2 separate regions of the Pelodiscus sinensis genome follow, and region 1 is linked to region 2. A link is a contact called in public Hi-C data. All regions are on one chromosome and are shown on one strand. Each heading gives the region's core, a stretch centred on a gene start, on an enhancer-like site or on the middle of the called end of the contact. The rest is flanking DNA. Distances are from core to core; before and after follow the strand shown.

Region 1 (4,498 bases), core at 442-2,941, 160 kb after region 2:
TGTTTCCTTTCCCCTCCCCACACCACCAATATTAATCCTCGCATCAAACACTGAGAACTGCAAACTCGCATGTGGTCAGACTCTTTTTGAATACTGATCCCATGAATGTCAGAAAAATACTAACCCTGTATTAAAGCCTGGTCATAGTTTAACAGATGAAAAGATAGAGAGAAAGCTCAAAAGAGAATCTACCACCAGTTTCTATTCTCAAAGCACCAAACAAGTGCAGAATACTCATTTTAAAAGCCAACATTGGCATTAGAAAACTAATAGAAGGCAACAGTGATCAGCTTCAAGTGAGAAAATACACAGTATCTATCCCATGAATTTACCCCAAATAAAAACCCTTCAAGCTACTGTATTTAGTAAGGAAAGTAAATACATTTTGATACAATTATCAAATACCTGTAATCAAGCAACTACCATTCTTGAAAGCAAGTTACATGCTCCCTCAGATCTCATTTCTAAAAGCACTTAAAGCAGCTATTATCTCCATTTCACTGACAGGAAAATGGAAACAGATGGAGATCAAGTGATCTGTCCAAGACTATACAAGGATTCTGACAGAATTCGATTTAGAACTCAAGGATTTTTACAGCTAGTTCTTCACTCAAGCCATTAGAGTGCATGAAAAGAAGTCCATCTGGATATCTGGGAAAAGGATCTACTAATCAGAAATATTCCTCTCAGGCAGAGCAATACAATCTTAATCTCATTGGGGCTTGCTCTGAAGTGCGAGAGAAGACTCTGGCTCACCACGTCTATAAACACAGATCAGACTAAGGCCTGGGTCACCATTCAAGGGAGAAAAAAAATCATATTGTTTCAGAGAAGCCAAGACCGGAGAAAGGGCCATTGGCGGTCCTCTAGTCTGACCATCTAGAGAACACAGGAGTTCCTCAAAATAATTCCTAGGGACGATCTTTCTAAACATCAAATTGTAGTTTACAGGCTGCCAGCGTGGGAGCAGGCATCCTCCCCGCGGCTGCTCATTTGTGCCCGACGATAACGAAAAGTGATGACAACTCCAGACGGGAAGGAAGTTCCGGCTGCAGCAAGTGCCAAGCTGCCGTAGCCACTGGCCCGGGGTGTCCCTCTCCCTGCCTGGCCCCCACGCTCACCCCTGGCCCCGCGCACAGGGACTCACTGGCTGCGACCGAGGCACCCGACGGCGTCTCTTCTCCAAGTTAACCAGAGCGGGCGGCTTCTCAGTGTTCATCCCCGCGGCTCGTCACCGGCCGGGATTCCCCCCGCGCCCCGCCCAAGAGGAACCCCGAGCTGCGGGCCGCGCTTAAGGACAAGCCAGCCCGGGCGAGCTCCAGCTCTCCCTCCCGCCGGCGCCCCGCGCAGGGCTCCAGCCCGGAACCCAGGCCCCCGCTCGGGAGACGCCGCGGCCCCTTTCCTAGCCGGGGAGCCCAGGCCCACACACCGCAGCGGGCGCCGGAGCTGGGAACCGAACCCGCGTCAGGGCGGGGAGCCGCCCAGGTCGCTGGGGTTGGGGGAGGCGCGGGTGGGTTCCAGGGCCCCCGCCCGAACACTCACCCTCCAGCCGAGCCGCCACCTCCAGCTGCTGCCCCAGCCACTTCCGGAGGAGGAGCGGGCGCCGCGGCCAAGAGGGACCCGGAGGGAAGAGACGTCACCACACAGCGCTCCCTGCGGCTTCCGCCGGCTCTTACCAGCCCGCGCAGTAGCAGCGCCCCGCTTGGGGCGCTAGAGGCTGCTGTGCAGGAGTCCCTGCTCTGCCTGAGCCTCCCCTTGCAGCCGGCTGCTGCCCGCCACCTGCAGCCTCTAGCGATCCCTTGTCGTTTCAGCCTAGCCAGTATAGTTGGTTTCCGGCCGGCCCATCTGCAGCTCTCTTGCCTCATTCTCCCCGTGCATCGAGGCTGAGGAGTGCAGCAGCTGGCAGGGCGCCTGCAAGGAGGTGTTTCAACCCTCATTGGAATGACACTTCACTCCCCTTTGGGCACCTGGGCCTCCCCCACTCTGTATCTCCTTTCCTCGTGCTGTAGCAGGGGGATATAAAACACTTTCTGATGAACGAATTAGCTCCTATTTTCTTTTTTAAAGGGTCGTGTGTTCACACAGAAACACCTATGCCGCTGCATGCTTACATTTCTACATGGAGTCACACAGCTGTAGGTTGCAAAAGAGACACCTGTACAAACACTTGGTTATTTTTGGCCCAATTACTTCAAACACATATATGCTTTATTTTAAGCAGATGTGCAATTCCATTGGTTTCCAAGTAATTCTTTGTAGAATGGGGCCTTTGGTGCACAACGATGGTCATTGTGCACAGGAATCTGAATAGAAAAGTGCTCCTGCTTTTTATAGTAATGTTCTAAAAGTGTGTTGTGACCTTAGTATGAAATATTCTATGTAAAGGTATGTGTTACAGTGGTCAGTGCTTCTATTCTCATCCGACCACATAGCTAACATATTCCAATGTGATTAACTGCCCTCTGTATTAGGTATCCCCACTGACCAAAATGTTGACAGCAATTATCTCAAGAATTTGTGAACACTTCCTTTTGAAAGTACTTTTTTGCAGCTATATTTTTTGGGTGGGCAACTGGGAAATTCCTTTTCACTGTAGTTTTTGTGAGTAGGCTCCCCTTTCCCGCCCCCAGACTTTCACTCCTGCAGTACAAATGGTTCAGCTCCACCAGTACTAGGAAGAGTCTTCCAAGAAATTAAGAAATCACCTGATAAGTATTTTATACTAGGAAGAGGAAAGTGATACCATAGACAAGGCGCTTGTTGGTTCACCACAGTATTATCTAACCTTGTTTAAGAGTGCTTGGTTGAATGAAAATGTTCTGTTTAGAATTACTCCCGCGTCTTGTTTATATGTCAACAGTGCCATCTTGCGGTAGATTCATAAAGTTGCCTTGCCACTTCAGGAAGGGGGAATGCAAGTGAGAATTAGTAATAGCTCTGCTTAGGAAACCCTAAATTATCTTTTATGTTTGCAAAACCAGAGGAGTATATTCAGTTTTCTAGGCGGAGAGGTTATTTTTAGAAGCTATCATTTTTCATTAATCTCCTCTTGCTTTGGAATTAATATCATGTGCATTTTATATATTGCCTCAAACTGTGTATAGGATGCAAACGCTACAACAGTTCAGGACAAGAAGTAGAGAAGAATAGAGTGTTCAGTTGAAATTGCAGGGGGCAGTTAGGGAGCCAGAAAGGAATTAGTAGGGAGGGGAGCTCTCCATTTTCTCTCTCTCTGATCAAATACCGAACAGTAGCCATCAATATTTGTTAAATAGGGACTCCACGTCCAAAGAGTTACCAGCCTTTGGACTTCATGGGATCATCAAGATTTAGACTTTGTTATTAGCATGCACCCAAGAGGCATGTAAGGTTTCTGCATATTTCTGCCCCATTAAGGGTATCTGGTAAAACTGAAGACTGGAAAGTCTTAATCTTCCAAACAGGAGAATAAAATTTGCAAAAATGACCAAAAAGCTGCTATACATTTCAATTTCCAGCTTTCCCTTAAGAAGTTTGGCCTTGAGGAAAGGAGTTGGCTTTGTAGGTCCATAGCATAGAGGTGATCAACATTGGCAGTAAACACAAATTTCCATCCAACAGTTGTCCTTTTTGTTAACATTTGAAATTTCACTTGCATCTTTTTTGAAAATTCAAATATGGTAACGCTAGTTAAAATTTTGGATTTCAAAAATCTGCAACCAATTCAGAGATACTTTTACAACTGTGTAATTGAGTCGGAATGATTTTTTTCTCCTACTCCTTCCACTGTCAGTGGTCACAGGAGTTTAAAAATATATAAGGTAGCATCATCTATGCCCAACTTCTGGCCCTGGACCTATGAGAAGTCAATGCTTCTTTCTGATTCTGGCTCCAACTTTGGATCTGTTTGAAATTTTATGAAGTCTATATCATGAAATTTTCAGAAATATCAGCTTTGATTCTAAGGCTCAGTACAGACCCATTTTCCCAAACATGTTAGTGACTTTTTATTAAAATGGTTATTGACGTTTTACACTCCCAAACCTGGGTTTCAGGGTATGCAACATTTTGAATACTATTTCAATGAAGTTTTTTATACATATTTCAACTGAAAAATGTTTGAGGAAAGTTTTGGAAAAAACAATTTAAAAAAACATTCTTTTGGATATTTTTTTAAAGAACAAGGCCGTTTTTTCAATGAAAAAAATCAATCTGAAAAACTTCTATCCAATCTACATTAAATTTGAAAAACAGGATTCACGTGAGTATCAAGTAAGCATGTGCATGGAAGTTAAAGGGAGCTCTTTTTGAAGCTTGAGATCACAATATGCAGTAGGAACCAGGCCACAGAACAGTTCAGAAGGGACACATTTGCCGTATGTTGTGAACTTCACCTTGCCTGATTCCAAAAAGAGATGACTCTGAATCAGAACAACAATCCAGACCTGAAAATGCACACATTGGCTATGTCTACACTAGCGGCTTCTTGCGCGAGTAATATGCAAATGAGGCTAAGCGT
Region 2 (4,357 bases), core at 1,608-4,107:
ACATGCCCTTGACATGTTAAGCATTGTGGACCTGATTTTTTTCTTGCCCTACCAACTTGTGTGGTCATTTATACAGTGCAGAATGGGTGAAAAATTCAACTAAGTGTGATAGACTGCTGGCTAAACCAGAGCTCTGCCACTACAGCCTGGCTCAAAAGGCCAGTTTCAGACAGCTGAGCAAGCCCAGGCCTAAAGGGCTAATGGAAGCAACTATGGGCCTCGTTAGCCAGAGGGCTATATAAGGCAGCCAGAGGGGAAGTGAAAGAGGGAGGAGCCAGGTGACTGAGTGTGCAGCCAAGCCAGAAGGTGCTAGGAAAACCAGCTCTCTGTAAACGGATGGTGGTGGTAAATTGGTACTGATGACTGCACAAGAAAGGGTCACCAGTTGGTTTGTGACCCAAGAAGGGGTCCCAAGGCAAGGGGCCTGGGTGAGGACCTTGCCATATAAGTCTGAGTGGTAGAATTGTCTTCCTACTTTGCACTGCTATAAATGAGTAAACCAAGGTGCAGGGTAATGGAGACCTGGGCTCTGTGTTGACAAGACATGTTTTTATCTATAGTTTATGCCCCATCGCTAATCATTAAACATATCTCATCCTAACAACCTTTCTACTCTCCTTTTTGAGTTCACAGAGAAGGACCTGGATTGTGGTTCTATTTAGGGTATATAAGCTATGCAGCTTTTTAGTGACAAGGCAGTTTCAACACAGCCCCACTGCTGCCTTAGACTGGTATTAAAACAGTCTAACGGTAAAGCCATGTCTTCAATAGATGGAAGAGTAATGCTGTTGCAATCAATCTTCTGGAGTTCGATTCAGCTAGTCTAGTTCAGACTTGCTAAATCAAACCCAGAGGGCACCCCTGCCAGCTGCCAGTACTGTTGCTTGTGCAAGGAGTAAAGGAATCCGAAGGGACCATTTACTCCCATTGTAATACAGACTATAGCATCCTCCTGCTATGGGGATGGCAGGGAAACATGAAACAAGATATGTCTACTCCAGCTACGTAACTAACGTTGCTGGAGTTGTGTATCTTGTTTTGACGTTCCGTATGAGTGTATACCTGGCCTAAGTCTCAGTCATGCCTTCTGCAATGGCATTGGAATGGTTCCTTTCCCCACCTATACTGTCAGTTAATTTGTCATCAAGGCCATTTGTGGAAAGCCCATTTTGGAACCCATTGTTGTCACGAGATCAGTTTCCCAGAGTAGACAGAGCCAAAGAGACATTCTGATCCTTTCAGAACCCTGGATTACAACCTTCAGCATTAGAATTGAGTGAAACTTCAAGAGGCTGGGGGGAATATAGTGAATTCTATAAAAACAAACTGGTTTGTTCTGCTTTCATTACAAAGGCTTGTCATATCACAGCCTTTTGCATTTGTCTGCAGCCACTGGACACAAACCAAGATATGTGGCAGCATAGCCTATAAATATAAAGTCCTGTGATAGTCTGCTGATTCTTTTGCCTCCTTTCCTCTCTCCCAACCCATGGACCCCCATTATTTATTATCCATTGCACCTCCCCTCTTTAACCACTAGGTGTCACCAAGCATCACAACAAAAGCCCATTTAAATGCTGGTTCTTCCTAAGAAGCAACCGGGAATGTCCCATGCAGTTAAAGAAGGGCCAAAGAGTGAAACTCCATGGTGTTATTCGCTAAAGCTGTGGTGTCCAACACACTAGCCAAATGTGGCTATTTGGCCGGTTGAGTATGGCTAGTTTGCTTACAAACTGGTTGGACACCACGGTCCTAAAGCAAGCTGTGGAATATACCTTCTGCAATACTGCATTCTTAGTATCAATAGCGGATAAATTCATACAGCAGTGCAGACCATGTGTTGAATTAGGGGTGCTGCCTGACCCAGTTTTCAATCACTTTATCCTATTTTGTCTGTTTTTGTAATAAATGTAGCTCTGGTGAAAGGTGGCATCAAGGGCTATAGAAGAGCAAGTATATCATTTCCTCCCACCAACAAACAAATAAATTCAATCCTAACCTCCAGGGGAGAGTAGGTAATTCAGAGTCTGAGTTCATTTTATCCTTGACTTCCCCTCTCAGATTGCCCCCCCAGGCACTAAGTGAACACCTGACATTGCAATAGCTTCATGGCTAGTGATCAGAACATGGAGTTCCACCTGCTCACTTTGCATGGGTCTCCAAACACCAACATAAAATCTCTTCTTTGCCAGTGACCTAGCCTAGATTTAAACAGGGTAATCTAAATGCTGAGATGAAATGATCCATATCCCATTAACAATCAACTCCTTGAATCATCCAATCCCTTGTTGTTGCTGCTATTTTTAATTATTTAAAAGTATTACTACTTAAAGCTTAATCTTACACTCTTTGGGGCACAAACTGTCTTTTTGTTCTGGGTTTATATAGTGACTAACACTATGAAATTCTGATCCATGACTGGAGCTCCTACACTCTACAGTTTTGCAAATAATAAAGCACATGGTAAAGCTTCCATTCACTTATTTTTTTAAAAAACTTATTTTTTTATTTCATATAAAATTTAAAGACATAAAACAAAGCATATGTGCAAGAAGGAAATGCCATCTAAATTACAAAATTCAATGTTCATTATTTATAACACTTGGAAAAATAAAGCAAAACTTCACCAAACAAAAAATCCTGGACCCACAGAGGTCATGCAGGGCATAAGTTAAGCAACTAAGTAGCTACATACATGAAAGCATAACCTCTGACAATCAGAGACTATTATACACTAACCTGCAGAAGCATGTAATCATTTCACGTGTGATCAGACGCACTCATCTTTTACCAAGTGTTTCTAGTGGAGAGACATATTTTCCATTAATGAAGTAGTAGACAACTTGCTGTGGTAGTCTGGGTCTGAGGGAGGAACTGCAAAGTTCCATTTTATATAAAAAAAAAAAAAATGGGGGGGAGGGTACTAAAAGAGTTACAATCCATTTCTCAATGTTAACTAGTAATAACAGCTCATTCAGCAACCCAAAAATACACAAGCTTGGAGAAGGAAACTTAAGGTTTTTGAGCGTGCACTGACTATGGTGTTCCTGAAGAATGTGCATTTTTAGTCGGGTTTAGAGGATGTGTGAAAGGCTGGCATGTGGTTGTTTGTATCTCTAGCATTCATTGTGTTGTTAATCTAGCTTTAAACAAATGTTCTGGAATCCAGTAGTAACTGAAAGAACAAATCTCTTTCACATTAAGGTTCCGTCTATACTGTTTGTTTTTTGCAGAAGAGGAAATGCTCATTTGCAAATCTCGCACTCTCATTCGCATATTCTCTTCTGATCCTTTTTGCGGAAGAGGTTTTTGCAAAAAAAAAACCCATAGTGTAGACTGGGCCATTTTTTAGAAAAAAAAAACCCTTTTTCTTTTAGTTTAGATGGAGCCTAAGCCAGATATCTTCCAGGTTTCTGTTATAATAATAAGGCTAAGTTCTTTTCCCCATTTGTCTTTGATACGGAGATTTGAGAGGATAATGCAAAGCATTGAGCCACTTACACATAATTCCTACAAGATGACTTTTGTGTTCCCACATTTCTTTATGAGTTCTTCTAGAGGTGAGGGTTGAAACAGATCCATTGTTCGTTACCCTTTCATAGCCTTTGAAAGAAGGAACTGTGAGATGGTAGTAGTAGCTGATATTTGTTACACATGTAATTGAAGGAGACCAGTCTACCATTATATCTTTAATTTTTGTTATCCTTTTTATATCCACATATTTTAAGCAAGAAGTTGGCCTTCACTCTGATGCACTGGTTACCCCATAGAGGTATGAGAAAAAAAATAGTAAAGACTGGATGTTGTAACAAACAGGTCTTAACACATTGTACAGTGTCCCATATAGATACAAAGATTTGATTGGATTTTCTCTTAAGAGTGTGGGTAACCTCTTAAAGTATATTCCATAGAAATTACACGATAAACCTATTTATTCCAGTAAAAACAAGGGAGAGACCTTGAAAGACAGTAGTCTAACGATACAAAATCATACTTGGGCGGATACTCAATTTGGCTAGTTTTGTTCTCTTCTGTAAGGATAGAAGTGGCAGACAACCCTCCACCCCCTTTCTATATTTCAAAATTTCTTTTAATCGACTATATCTTTAAGAGCATCTGACTGTGGGTTTGGTCTCCAGTCATCTGAAGAAGTGGGCTGTGCCCTCAAAAGCTCATGATACCATCTACATGTTTTGTTAGTCTTTAAAGTGCTACCAGACCATTTGTTGTTTTTTAAGTTTCTCCTGTACAGACTAACTCGGCTACTCCCTGAAGCTTTCCTCCTAAACAGTAAGAGCTAGGATCACCAACTTTGGTATAGAGCTTCCTCTTATCACAACTTAAAGCTAGGTGGGGG

Evidence for each region. Hi-C and Micro-C count contacts between places; a contact is called where the count stands out from the background.
Region 1: a contact with region 2 is called in a Hi-C map of an unstated tissue, with 7 times the contacts expected there. The contact joins the promoter of TRAF6 here to the promoter of COMMD9 in region 2. A contact is called at or near these places in 3 of 5 Hi-C or Micro-C datasets (blood, liver and an unstated tissue).

The regions. Positions count from the first base shown.
Region 1 is chr4:76,619,440-76,623,937 of ASM4963464v1, forward strand. It overlaps TRAF6 (TNF receptor associated factor 6), which reads right to left and starts at 1,692. Exons shown (of 7, transcript XM_075927505.1): 1 at 1,543-1,692.
Region 2 is chr4:76,462,170-76,466,526 of ASM4963464v1, forward strand. COMMD9 (COMM domain containing 9) reads right to left here and starts at 2,858. Exons shown (of 7, transcript XM_075927501.1): 1 at 2,740-2,858. The region is part of intron 1 of LOC142829161 (a long non-coding RNA gene); the gene reads left to right.